2 separate regions of the Triticum aestivum genome follow, and region 1 is linked to region 2. Evidence: chromatin contacts called from public Hi-C data. All regions are on one chromosome and are shown on one strand. Each heading gives the region's core, a stretch centred on a gene start, on an enhancer-like site or on the middle of the called end of the contact. The rest is flanking DNA. Distances are from core to core; before and after follow the strand shown. Region 1 has its middle 4.4 kb from the start of LOC123080594. Region 2 holds the start of LOC123080593.

Region 1 (7,555 bases), core at 2,852-5,351, 180 kb after region 2:
CTTAGTAACCTTTCAGGACAGACAAACAAGGGATACCACGCATGCATGCACTGTTCAGATGACACTGAAAGTATATACCTGGACAAAAGCAGGAAGAATGTGTACCTGGGCCATCGTCGATTTCTTCCGACCAACCATCAATGTCGAAAGAAAGGCAAGCATTTCAAAGGCGAGGCAGATCACCGGAAGAAGCCCGCCATGCGTACCGGTGATCACGTACTTGCTATGGTCAATGATTTACACGTAATCTTTGGAAAGGGTCCCGGCGGACTAGCTGTTCCGAATGACGCTGAGGGACACGCACCCATGTGGAAGAAGAAATCTATATTTTGGGACCTACCCTACTGGAAAGTGCTAGAGGTCCGCTCTTCAATCGACGTGATGCACGTGACGAAGAACCTTTGCGTGAACCTGCTAGGCTTCTTGGGCGTGTATGGGAAGATAAAAGATACACCTGAGGCACGGGAGGACCTGCAACGTTTGCACGAAAAAGACGGCATGCCTCCGAAGCAGCATGAAGGTCCTGCCAGCTACGCTCTTACGAAAGAAGAGAAAGAAATCTTCTTTGAATGCCTGCTCAGTATGAAGGTCCCGACTGGCTTCTCGTTGAATATAAAGGGAATAATAAATATGCCAGAGAAAAAGTTGCAGAACCTAAAGTCTCATGACTGCCACGTGATTATGACGCAACTGCTTCCGGTTGCATTGAGGGGGCTTCTACCGGAAAACGTCCGATTAGCCATTGTGAAGCTATGTGCATTCCTCAATGCAATCTTTCAGAAGGTGATCGATCCAGAAATCATACCAAGGCTAAGGAGTGATGTGGCACAATAAACTAGAAACGAGTTGATAATAGATTGGGATAAATTTTGACACTTCTTTGCTTAGCCCTTCCCCTTGTCGTCTTTGTAGCGGTGGTAGTATGCATCGGCATCCGGAGGGCCGTCGTAGTCGCTGGAGCTGATGAGGAAGTCAATTGACTAATTGAGGATTGAGGAGGGGAGCCCGACCAGGCGTTAGGCGATGGGGTCATGTTCCTTAGGAAGGTGTCTCGCAATAGCCAACGCTTTCTCCTTCGCTAGTTTCTGAAACTCCTCGAGTCCAAGCCGCAATGCTTCACATGTCGCCCTCTTTCTTGGGACTATTCTTGAAGGGTTTTCATCTTCTCATGTTCACTCCTTCGTGTTCACGTTTGTGTTCCCCTGCCATCTCTCTTTGCAAATGCCTGGTTTTTTCAGTTTTCCTATGCCCCATATGATTTTGGGAGATGATGTGTTTCCATATGCCCCCCATTCTTATTTCATAATGGATTGCATCCATCCACCCTCACTATTTATCTGAAGTTCCTCTGTCTCGGGAGCCTCGACCCCCATCATGTTTGTTTAGCTGAGGAGTGTGTGTTTTATAAGGGTCGGCCATGCTTACACTAAGGAAAGTTGGTGAGAGAATTAGCTATCCATCCCTTAATATTTGTGACCAAGGCTTGGCTACACATGTGTGCTCTGCTCCATTGTCCAGGATCAGCATAGCATTTAAACTCAACACACATTTGTCCAGATGGTGGGAAGGGTGCATTCGGATCCTATACAAAAAGGTAGAGATGTACCCAATGTAGTAGTCTCATACACCATCTACAATTTGTGGAAGTTGAAAATGCTTGAATCTTCGCCTCCCGGCCCTCGTAGTTCCACGTTGCCTTCAAGATGAAAATCGACGGATCATGCATGTTTGCGTTAACAGGATAGCCCACTGTTGTCCTGCTTGTTTGTAGCCTTTTTTTTCTTTTTGCTCCCTGCTAGGTTGCAAATCTTACCCCACATCATCTAAATCCAATTTGAAATAAATAGACCATCAAATAGAAAATCTCAACATCATGGTGCATGAATTCATTGGCTTTCGCATCCAAGGTAAACACATATGTTGTTTCATTTTCTCAACTTCGCCACACCATTGCAGGCTTATGTTCGCCATCTCCAAACCATATGTCTGCAAGAGCCGATACTCACAGATCAACACCACGTTCGAGGATGCGAAGAAGGAGACCGTAGCAATCAGCTGCGGACATAGGCGGTAGAGCAGTTCAAGGTGTTGGGCCCGAGTAGCATCGTCTCGGAGGGTGATCCTTCTGTAGTAGCCTGGGCCAACGAGGAGGTCTATACATAAGCGTTAACAAGAACTACATCGAGATCGTGATGACGCAAGCCTTCGTGTATCCAGGGCGTGCAAGGGCTCAAGGCTGAGGATGGTGACGTTGTTAGCGCTATCATGGAGTTAACTAACTAGGTGTTGCTAGGTGGAATTGTGTCCTGATTATAGGGTGTTGGGTTGCAAATCAATCCATTTGTCATGTTATCTTGAATGTTGCAATTTCATGGTTGTAGGTTGTATGTCTCGGACTAGTATTGGCATGTAGGTTTCCTAGGCATTTTAACATCTGAGGATCAGCAAGCTGCATGCTCTTATGTGAAAAAAACCGAATCAATCATGCCAATTTTGTTCTCAAATGCACGTCATCATGTTTGAAATACATATGTCATCCTTGCCAACCTTTTAATGTTATTCACAACTACAACAATTGTGAGAGGATTTTCAAGTTTGTCTATCACATGGATCAAAACAAGTAAATGATGAAGAACATGCGTGGGAGCTTAGAGGATTTATTGGGACTCCCCTCCCCACCGCTAACCGTCGGATCAACGGATAGAGAGGAGGCGAGTCCATGAGCTCGTCGGCGGAGCCTAGAGGGGATGAAGCTTGGCCCTAGCCGCTCCCGTATGGGAGGGATGAATAGTTGGTTCATAAAAGTTGTTGTATAATACCGTATGAGATGATAGCGGATTAAGTAGACATGTAAAGAGAGGATATACAATGAACCTAGTTGAGATGAAGAAGCAAATTGAAGTAGACGGTGACATTGCAACTAGGTGCAGCGCCGAACTATGTTTTGCAAATGGCATGCATGATTACAGTTTGAAAGAATAAAGAAATCTCCATTGACATTTCTGATTTGTCTTTAGTATATGCATTACCATGAAATAGCCAGTTGTATTTCGGTATCCAAAATGAATAGTCTAAGATCAACGGCCATGATAGAAACCAACTCCTTCTCATACTGATCGTTAATTGAACCATGTAAAGTTGTAGAGAACTTTACTATTGTGATGGGAACTTTAAAAAGATGTATTGTATCTAACATTTTATATCCTTGAGTCGACCCCCCACATGCTAGCGCAACCAACACGTTCTTTAAGCCAAACCGAGCCAGTGGCCTCGTGTGCTTCACAGTGCTTCTACTGATGACCAACCGACTCGCTGATTACATGTAACATGTCACAACCAAGAAAATCAAAAATAAAGAGAACATCGATGAACTAGCAAAAGAAGAAAACGAAGGTATGACTGCTCTCAAACTTTAGCAGGAAATAAGAGGACATGCATTTAACACATGGCTGGCCACTTAACATATTGAGGCCTAAATGTTTTCGCGCTTAGTTAAGTTTTTCACGTTTGCTAGTACAAGATAAAATGAAGAAAAATTGTACACGACTGATTTGATAGTAAATTATCCTGTTTTCTTTAAATACAAATCAAGATTATGTTGTAAACTGTCCATATTCAGCTCATTTCATTTAGTTTCAAGTCGATCACGAGTCAGACGAAAAAACAAATCAATCTGTAACGACTCCCGAGCCTCGAGTTTCACTTGGTTTTGGAAAAGCATAGCCGTGCCTATCCATCATCCACGCAACACAAGCAAAGAATGTTGGATGGCACCGATGCGGTGGCGCAGCCGATCCTGTGAGAGGCTCCACGCAGCTGGCTGGACGGGTGAGCGACCGCCGGACTCGGAGACGGAGAGGCCCGTGAGCGTCCGGTCACTCTCCCACGCCCCGGCGCCAGGTCCCGTGCACCGCGGGAAGAGTGAGCTGATGAATCGCTCGTGGACCCGGTGCACGAGCCTCCTGTACCGAGCCCTCGCTCAGCGGGCGCGCCCGACGGCGACCGGCGGCGCGGACGGAATAACAGCGCCATGAAGGAGCCCACTGCCTCGTCGCCACGGCGCCGCTGCCTCGTGGGGCGCGGCTCGCCGTGGCCCACCTGTCAGCGGGTGGGTCGGGGAGAAGTGCTGCACGGGACGGGAGGTCGGGTCGCTGGCGGTCGCTGGATCGGGGTTGGAAGCTCGCTGTCGGGGATTGACGAGGGGAGACGCCATCCATCGCCACGCTCGCGTCCGCCGTCGCCGTCGGTTGAACCATGCAGTAGGCGGGCGCGACCCACCAGCCGCCGACCTGACCGCTCTGCTCCGGCACTCTAGAAGATCGGGACGCACGAGCGTGGTGATGTTGCGCCGTACTGTGCCTCATTTGGAGTAGCCTGGTGATGTTGTAACGTCTCTCGTTAATTTTGTTGTTAGGGTGTAGTAAGATTAAGTTGGGATTAGTTAATGCGGTAACGATGAGCGCCGTGCGTGCGATGGGTATCGTATGCTCCGTACTCCGGCACCAATAATGATTTTTGGTTGGGCTCGCTCGATCATAGTCGTTTCATTTATGGCGCTGTCGGCGAGATTGTATTGGTACTACAGTTGATTAGTCAACACTTCTCTTGTCCACTGCGTTCACACAAGTGGCAGCACCTCACCGCCCCATCCAGGCACGACTGCGCTCAGGTCCAGACATGAATGAAGGTCCTCCTGGATGCATGCAATCCACAATGAGGCTGGTCATAGTGGAGAATATCATATACTAGTATCATGCATATGATACTAGTGTATGATACTACATCTATAGTTCTTCCTTTTCTACCCTTTGTCCTTCTTCCTTCCTCCTCCTTCCACGCGGCCAACGACGAATTCTCGCCACTAGACGATATCCATGAGCCAGCTAGGACCTAGGATAGATGCGCTTCAGCACCTGATCGCCAAAAGTAATGACGAAAGGGGCGTGGGATGCTTTGAAGCTCATGTTCGAGAGGCACACCCACGTCAAGCAAGTGAATCTCCAAACTTCCCTAAGAAACTATGAGACCTTGGTCATGGACGACGATAAGTCCGTGGACGAGTTCGCTTCACTGGTAGCAACTCCCGTCACGTGTTGATCTCCATTTTCTCATACACGTAGTATATTTTTCGTATACGTCTAAAGCATTTTTTATAAATTTTTAACATTTTTTCATTAAAAAAATATGTTTTGAACATTTTTTTCAAATACCTGTTATTGTTCTAATAAAGGTTTGAACATTTTTTATTGATAAAACCATTTTTCTGAACTATGCAAACTTCTCTTTTTACATTGTACACACATTTTTTTGAAAAATTTCCTGAACACATTTTTGAAACTTGCAAAACGTTACATCTTCAAAAATGTTAACAAGTTTCCGTTTAGTGGGAAAAAAGAAACTTGTGAACATCTTTGTAAATATAAAGGAAAGAAACTTCTGATCATTTTCGTAAATCTAACCTACATGTTTTAGTGTATGAAACATTGCTTTAATTACATGAACTTATATTTTACAATGTATAAACATTTTCGTACACATGATGAATTTTTTTCACACACATGATTAACATTTTCTACATTTTTTGATTCACAGTTGTACATCTTTCTTATACATCAAAAACATTTTTATATGCACGTTTAACATTTTCTAAATACAAGATCAATATTTCTTATAATTTATGTAAAACATTTTTTCCATATATACATTTAGAATAATTGGAAGTTTAAATAAATTAAAAAAAGTAAAATAAAATTATGAATAAAAAAGGAAGAAAAAATAAAAACAAAAGTAATATGACGTCAACAGATAAGTTGTGGCTATCAGAGCTGGCCATACTTGCCGGCACGACCAGGCCCGCCCTAATCGGGCCTGCACGGCACGGCTCGCCATGGCACAGTTATTAGACGGGCCGTGTCATTCCAGCCCGTGTGTTGTGTCCTCCAACCCAGGCACGGCCTAGCTAATAAACGGGGCAACCCATGGCATGTTTAGCATGCTAGACTGCACATTTTGCAGCCTATCGTGCTGTTTCTTAGGCCTATTGGGCTGGATTTTAGAACATACCTAGAAAAAATCTAAAAAAATAAAAAGTAAATAAACAGGCTGTGCCAGGCCGGCTCGAGTGCCCTGCCGGCCCGCGTGCCCAGCCTCCAAGTGCAGGCATACCCCAAGGCATGCCGTGCCTGGCCCATGGCGGGCCATGCGGGCGTGCTCGTGGTGTGGCCTTGTTGGCCCAGCCCGTTTGGCCAGCTTTGGTGGCTACTAGGCAGGCGTAATAATGGGAGCTCATATATGTTGCATTTTGCGACAAATAGGGCAATGACACATGGGCAGAATCCTCGACTAGGCGGGCCACTGCGACCTGTACTTGCACGGTGTAAAGTCCAAGAAAAGGCGTTCCTCCAACACGATACGAACTCTAGACCAGATGAGTGTATGCGGGCAAAGAAACTAGTTGACCTGACAGCGCGACAAATACACAACACGAAAGTTTGAGAACTATATTCCCTGGTAGATCCGAACACTATTGAAATTTTGGACTATTCTTGGAAAACTCTAAATAATTTTTTCAAAGGAAAGTATTTCTTGAAAATAAGAATGTTTTCTAAACAACACGAGTAAAATGTAAACTTTTTAAAAAAGTGCAAACATTTTTTTAATTTAAAAAAGTTTTAGAAACAGGAACATTTTTTGAAATTCTGAACAATTTAGAAAAACAAGAATATTTTTTGAAAACTTAAACACCTTTTGCATTTATGAACATATTTTTATTTTGTTTGAATTACTGATTTTTTTTGGGAAAACACAAACAATCTTTTAATCTTTTTTTTTTAAACGGGAAATTTTTCTAAAAATTCTGAACAATTTTTACGAATGCCATCATATTTTTTAAAACTCAAACACTTTTATAGTTTATGAATAAATTTGAAAAATGGGAAACAGCAATTAATTTCTGAACATTTTTTGAAAAACACAAACATATTTGGAAAATGCGAACAATTTTTGCGTCTATGAACAAATTTGAAAAAAAACACCATTTTCTAAAACATAGAACAATATTTGCAAAAAAAATAAGAACATTTTTTGAAAGGACCGAACATTTTAAAAAATGCAAACACTTTTTGAATTTATGAGCATATTTGTAAAACGGGAACCTTACGTGAAATACCTGAACATTTTCCGAAAATGCGAACATTTTTTAATTTTATGAACAAAATTTGGAACGGAACATGTTTTGTAATTTTCAGACAGCTTTTGAAATTTTGAACAATAGAAATGGAATTGCTGAACATTTTTTAAAAAAGAAAAAAGGTAAAATGACAAAAAAGAAATGACGAAATTAAAAACCAGAAGGAAAAACAGGTTAGGAACCTTCTGGGAGGTTCACAAAACAGGTATAACCGACAGGGGACATTGCAAAAGGTTCCCAAAATAGGATCCTTCTCAATGCAAAAGTGGGCCGGCTCTTCCCCGTTCGCTCGGCGTCCCACCTATGCAAAAGCTCGACAGTTTGTCGTAGAATGCAGTGAATAGAGATTTCGCCTAATACCTACTC
Region 2 (7,093 bases), core at 4,184-6,683:
ATGCTTATAAAGCTCAGAACGCGCATGGCTGCCTCATATCCTTGCATGTAGCCTTCTTATATACACACTCTTGCCTACATAGCCCCTTTTACCATGGCTACCAAAGGCGATCAATATCAGATGTCCAAAACAGTAGTGGTAATAAGTATGCATTGGGAATGAAAGGTGTGCAGAAATACGTTTTTGGCTGAGTCTTTGCTTCCAGTTGTCTCACTTGCTGCAATATTAGTGCATTCCAACTTCAAGGTGTTTGGAAATACATCCTCCATGGAGGCGTTCCTTCCATTTGCCCAGCCTCCCGCATGTCTAGAGTATACAGGGGTAGCAGAGGGACAAAGCTGGTTGCAGACTTAGAGCGGTCCTTCACAGTGCGGGGAAGCGTGCGAGTGTTGTGTGGAAAATACCTGTGTGCAGATAGGAAGAAGGAACCATTTTGTGCAAAAGAGTTGTGGTGACCTAGACGGGACAATCATTTTCTTAGGCATGTGCATGCTAGTTAACCACTGAAATAAATTGGATTACCAAGTATAGGACTTGAACCCAGTTTCTGAACTCTTTCCCACGACAACTCCGTAGGCAACAACATCAGCATCAGCATCAACATGTACATAGAGAAAAGAGAAAATCAACAGAATTTCAGAGGCAACAACGCATAAGATCGAGCAGCTCAAAACTATAAGCAGAACCAAGCCACCGTATACCGGTGCCAAAAGCCATGCCATCTCATGTAAAAAGAAAGCTTTTACATTTTAACAATCCTCTTCTGAACAGCAGCAGTACATGGCAAACCTGGCCAAGCATATGCATGTGCTAGAGAAGGGCCTGCCACCGCTGTGGCTTTGACCACTACGAGCACAGCTGCCTGCCCATTCTTTGCCTTGCTTACTTGCCTTATACCCATCCATATTTACATCCCACTAACAAGTACGTATAACAAACGACAGCGTGCCTGAGGCAAGGGGGGTGCTGCCTTGTGCTTCACCACTCGCCCGGCCGGCTGTAGTAAACCGGAAAAGAAGAAAACCGAGAGGCGCCTTGTCCTCTATCTTGGAAAATCTCTATTTCGAATTGTCTGGTTAGCCGCGGGTTCTCTTCTGTCATAGTAGGCTCCAAAGCAGGGTATATATGAGGGGTACCAGGACCCACTGACAGGAGAGCCTCCGGCTAGCATTAGCTGCATAGTGTAGGTCAATGGGACAAGATAGTTAGTGAAAACGAGGACATGATTCTTCGGAGAAAAAAATGCTACATGAGGTAGGCATGCAAAAAACGAAAGACTGCTTGATCGACCGGAAAATATACTCTAGGCTAGGTGGGACAGTGGCATCTTAACGGAATTATCAATAGCTGGATACAAATACCGATCCATAGCTATCCAAGAAAAATACCCAGTAATAAACTACTCCACACTAGTGTAGTGTCAAAAAATATCTTACATTATGGGACGGAGGGAGTACTAAAGAAACGAACCATAAATGGCATAGTAGGTCAAACATATTTCAAAATGCACACGAGATATTACAGATGGAAAGCCAAAATCCAGAAATGAAATGTTCAATTTGACTGTTATCTTTGCTCTAGGTTATTTTGAAATAATTAAATTCATCTCAACAAACTGTGAGCTCATCTTGGAACTCAAATTACCTGGCAGCGGTATAAACGCACGGGGAATAAATCAACAGAAAGAAAGCCTTGGAAAAAAATTGATCCAACTTATCAGTTGGGCACTAAGATCAATACTGATAAGGTACCAACCAAATGAAGTGGATTTATTGTCTTACCCACAGGAGCAGATATATGACTAGAACAGGACTTGTTGTATTATTACCCACAGGAGCAGATATATGACTAGAACAGGACTTGTTGTATTATTACCCACAGGAGCAGATATATGACTAGAACAGGACTTGTTGTATTACCCACAGGAGCAGATATATGACTAGAACAACTAAAACTTGGATGAAGCGTCAAAATCCTCCTCTGAGTATGTATCAGTCAAATAGTTACCCCTTTGGACAATGTTTTACTTCCTTTGCATGTATTTTACAATGAGTCTTTTGGAAATAACAATCACTGACAATTATGGGAAAATAAAGAGGGGAAAAGAACTCACATGAATGCGGTGCAGGGGCCACAGACATTCCAGCAGAAGGACCGGTTCCTGTCCCATGCTCACTTGGAGGGTGTGCATGACTAAAAGAAACACTGGGCAAAGGCGGCTCTGGAAGAACTGGAGGGGACGGAACGGGAGGTCTACTGTGCATATTAGGATCACGTGGAGGATGACGAACAGAAGAAGGTGATAATGGATGAGGTGGTGAAGCGGCAGGATGAGTAAAACGGTGATCATTGGCTACAGGCTCAGCAGCTGGCGCCACAGGAACCCTGCTCTTTGCCCTGTTGCCATATGGACACCCAGATGGAGGTGGAGCAACATATCTGGGTGTATGTACAGGGAGAGGAGCAGGAGCCAAATGCCTGTTGCTTTCATGACCATGGTGATGGTGATGATGGCCGTGATGACCATGATGTTGCATTGGTGCTTGACTAGGTGCATCAGAACTGCCCCTGCTATGTAAAGAGCGATTAAGATAGGAGGAAAGGCTTATCTGCTTTACTTTGCCAAATACGGTGTGGTTCAGACCAAGGTTCCCTTTAGATGAATTAGTAATTGTTTGGGCCAACTGCTTCATCCTTGGTACAGATGGCTGGTGATTCCCAACAACACGAACAATGTAGGTCTCAACAATTGTTGGAGGAAGAATTGTTGATCCTTGCAAATTTCCCAATTTGAAATAAAGATTCTGCAATGCACAATATCACAATTCAATTAAGGAAGAAAAAGCAGGGCAATGTAAGCTACTACACACCAACTTTTTGCACAATAAAATTTCTGATATATATTGAAGTCTCAGGCTCCCAGCCCTATTCTTTTTTCATTGTGTCTAGTAGAGTGGGACACAAGAATGGGAGAAATGCATTCGAAGATTAGAGAATGAGATAGCTTTGTGTTAAGATGAGAAACATAGACTTGCTAGCATGTGTTTTTTAGAACACTATATGGTACCAAACTAAGCATAACAACCAGTTTCCAATCCACGTGATGCTTGCTAAATACATGGAATGATAATTATATCACACAATCCTATAAGTTCTACTGCATGAAGGATCTCTCATACTCATAGGGCTGCATTTGCACGCATGCCCTGCAAAGTAATATGTGCAAAAGACACCGATGTCTTACAGAAATCAAAAACAGAACAAGATATCACACAACTAAAAGTTTGGATGTGTGGACTGTATTACATACAGTTGTAAATGCAAGAACTACATAAAGAAACAAACAAATACCCAGATCCTTCAGACATATAAATAAATCGATGATTGTGATGGACAAAGAAGGAACAGGTCAACAGGACCAGAATGAATCACTAACCTCATTAGAATTGAGTAGTAGCCCTTTCTTCATTTGATCCTTTAATTCATCAGTTCTGTCTTGCACTTTGTAGATTGGGAAATTCAGAGTAAAATTAAAAGTTGCATGGAGTGTTTCAGGAGGAAAAGCATGTTGCGGAGGAATTATTGTTATTCCTCCAGGGAATTTAAGCACTTCAAAGGATGATGAATTCCCAAACATGGACTTGGTCAAGTGGAGTGTTGACTGCCGCACAACCAAGGACATGAAAGATGACCTAATAATGCTCAACCCCATTGATGATATAGTCGAATTCTTTGGATAAGGCACAATGCTGAAGATGACATTTGTCCAGTTCGATCCAGCTAATGGATGCAGTAAATCCACAGCCACCTGTGTTTGCATCAAGCATCAGTCAACACTTGTGGAAGAACGTATCAATAAAGTGAAATAAAAGATGTGGTGGGGCATACAATGGAGTTAGGGACGCCGACTTCCGCATAGATGTCCAATACGAGCTTGGACAGGTTTCCCCTGAGCTCGGAAACATTCTTCTGCAGCCTAAAACTTGCCACTATATCATCTGGAAAAAAAAAACAGTTTCATTAGATACATTCATACATCAATACATCTGGTACTCTTACCCAATAAAACAAAGAACAGTGATCACCGCATGTGCTTAAACTAAATTGGAACCGTGACCCTCCAATAGTGCCACCTAAAATTGGCAAGGATCCATTGGAGGTCAAAGTTCTTGCTTTAGCCCACTGGAGAGGATTCATATATCGTTTGGGAATAGATCGCACCTAAAATTCATGGACAGCAATATATTGTGTGGGAATATATCACGCCTAAAATTCATGAGCAGTAATCAACTACTGCTCAATCCTTCATCACAGCTGTTGCAACAACACGAAACAGGAAGTGACAGCAACTCCATCACTTTGGCAGCTCAAGTAGCTTTCACCACCGATAATTCTACAGCCAGATGAAAAATTAACTATGTGGACTAACAACGGTACAAAATCATGGCAAAATCAAAACCAAATACTACATGACTGGCATCGAACCGAATCGGTCAAAGCTTTTGGGGACGCCGGGACGGCAGGCATCCGTACTGACTGTAGCAAATTCACTGTGGACGTTTCTCAACCTACTCAATTCCCAAAAGCAGCGCGGATCAAGGAACCAGCCAGATGAGTCTAAAATTAGCAGGTGAGAATAACAAGTCATACTAGCAGACCACTCTCCCCGCAGCCGATGGATTCAAAAACTCCACCGACAGCCGCCGCGGTCCGGTCCGTACAGCCAGATCCAGAGGCGCGCGGGGCCGTACGGACGAAACGCAAGCCGGGCCGGCAGCCGGTAGCAGCGGAAACCGAGGCGAGATCTGGCAATGCCGGCCGATCCGGAGGGGAGATCCCGCACTGACTGACCTGTGACGGCGAAGGGATCCGACGCGCTTTCCGGCCCCCTCCCGCCGCGGCCCGCGAAGGGCGGCAGCCAGAAGAGCGCGGAGAGCAGCACGGCCGCGCCCAGCACGAGCGCCGCCACGCATTGCAGCCGCACCGCCCCTCCGCACCCGCATCGCCCGCTACCTTCGGCGCCGCCTCCGCCGGCGCCCCCGTCGGGCGGGCGCTGGCGCTGGTCCCCGGCCTCCTTCCCCATGCGCCCGGGCCGCGATCTCACGCATCCCCGCCGGCCGCCGCCGCCGCCGCCCTCGCCGAGGAGAGGAGGGACATTGCCTGCCTGCCGGGTACCTCAGTGGTTGGCTGCTGCTGCTAGGTGGTGGGGGTGGTGGTCCGGGTCCCCTGCTCCGCGGCCGCCGTCGGTGGCTTGCTTAAGGAGGGGGCGACGGGGAGGACGCGGTGCGGTGGGCGAGGAAGGTGGGAGAAAGTGAGAGGTAAACCGCAGCGAGGCGAGGTTAATCGGAGAGCACGAGCTGCTGGTGGGAGCGGCGGTTGGGAGGGGGGCGAGCGACTTTACTCGCGTCGCTGGTGGACGAGCGAACGGAACGCTACTGCTCTTCCAGCTGGTACAGTCGGAGTAGTACGCTGGGTTAGCTCAGTGGGGCGTGACTAGTGGGCGATCGGATCGGAATATGGGATTATGGTTTGCTTTGCGCCGGCGTAAGTGCGGGCTAATTTTGTGTTTTGCTCGCGCTTTTGGTGCTTTTCTTCAGTGGTGGGCTTTGTCGCCTAGGTTTTTTGGCTGGTTCCGTTTTTTGGACAAGTGTAAGCAGTGCAGCTTGTTCTAGCCGGCGAATAACGGCTTGATCACTCGCGCCATCTTGCCACCGTGCCAAAAATCCCAGTGCATCTCTCCCGCTACGGGATACTCTTCGGGCTTCGACCTCTTCTGGTGCCCGTTTCCTCCTAACGAATACGGGCCCTTTTCCTCTTGGTATGCCCCGTATGGTTTCTGGAGATCATGTGTTCCCATATGCCTCACATTCTTATTCCATAAGGGATTGATTGGCTAATCCACATTGTTTTGTTTTCAGTGCTCTCTGGCTCGGGGGCCTCGACTCCCGCCGTGTTTGTTTGGTTCTTTGTACTACCTATCTTGGTAACATGGTCAGAGGCTACAAGTAGACGCCCCGAAGGAGTGTGCCGTTTATAAGGACCGATCTTGTTTACACCAAGGAAGGTTGGTGAGTGCATTAGCTATCCATCCATTAATTCGGTGACAAAGTCTTGGAGCCTACTTCGCACTTGAGACATGATTTTCTTTCTACAAAGAGATTTGGCTACCACATGTGTGCTCTGCTCCATTGTCCGGGCTTTCCCTAGCCTTTACATTCAACATTAATTTGTCGAGCTGGTGGGAGAGGGTGCATTCATAGCTTGTACGAAGCGACAGAGACATGCTCAATGTTATAGCCACGTATACTGTCTGGAATTTGTGGAAGCGGCAAGGTGCTCAAATCTTCTGCGACAACACCTCCGGCCGTCGCAGATGAAGATGGCCTCTGAGATTCAAATGACATGACATGCCCGTTTGCATTGACAAAATAGCCTAATGTTGTCTTTCTTCTTTGTAGCCTTTGTTTTCTTTTTGGTCCTTGCTTGGTTGCAAATCTTATGCCCGCACCAATTAACTCCAATTTGGAATCAATATACTATCTAAGAAAATAGAAACTCATAGCATCACGGTGCTCCGGTTCAATGATTTTTACGTCCAAGGAAAAAACATGTGTTGTTGCATTTTCTCAACTTCACCATACTATTGTTATGTTTGTCATCTCCAAGCCAGACGTCTTCGAGAGCCCACACTTAAAAACTACATCATGTCAAGGCATGCGAGGACCTGAGGAATCAGCTGCAGGCACAGGTGGTGGAGCAGTTCAAGGCGCCAGGCTCGAGTAGCCTCATCTCGAAGGGCGAGCCTTCTTTGGCAATAGCCCAAGACAACGAGGAGGTCAACAACATTAGCGTTGGCAAGAAAGTGAAAATCACATTAGCGAGCGTCACAGGGAGGAGGTGGATCTCGTGTGGCCGATGGAGTTGCGGTCACTTGGAGGTGTGAGGGGTGGATGAGATGTTAGGTGGCGCGTGGTTGTCGACTTAACGTGCATGCCACTGTTCTTACATCCCATGGTAGCACCGTACTACTTGGACAAGTATGAGCAATGCGGTTCGTTCCAGCCGGTGAGTAACAATTTGATTACTCGCACGA

What was found. A called contact is a pair of places that touch in the nucleus more often than the background predicts.
Region 1: a contact with region 2 is called in a Hi-C map of leaf, with 2.2 times the contacts expected there. The contact joins the enhancer-like site here to the promoter of LOC123080593 in region 2. A contact is called at or near these places in 2 of 5 Hi-C or Micro-C datasets (both in leaf).

The regions. Positions count from the first base shown.
Region 1 is chr3D:574,547,245-574,554,799 of IWGSC CS RefSeq v2.1, forward strand. No RefSeq gene overlaps it. Among protein-coding and RNA genes, the nearest start is that of LOC123080594, 4.4 kb to the right of the region's middle. Within about 2 kb of position 4,102, at least 2 of the 8 cell types and tissues checked have an H3K27ac peak or open chromatin away from gene starts, as enhancers often do. A contact at or near this core is called in leaf, where this site is marked.
Region 2 is chr3D:574,368,080-574,375,172 of IWGSC CS RefSeq v2.1, forward strand. It overlaps LOC123080593, which reads right to left and starts at 5,434. Exons shown (of 5, transcript XM_044503529.1): 1 at 4,852-5,434; 2 at 3,889-3,998; 3 at 3,437-3,808; 4 at 2,114-2,804; 5 at 668-1,174. The coding sequence starts at 5,083. The coding sequence ends at 1,098.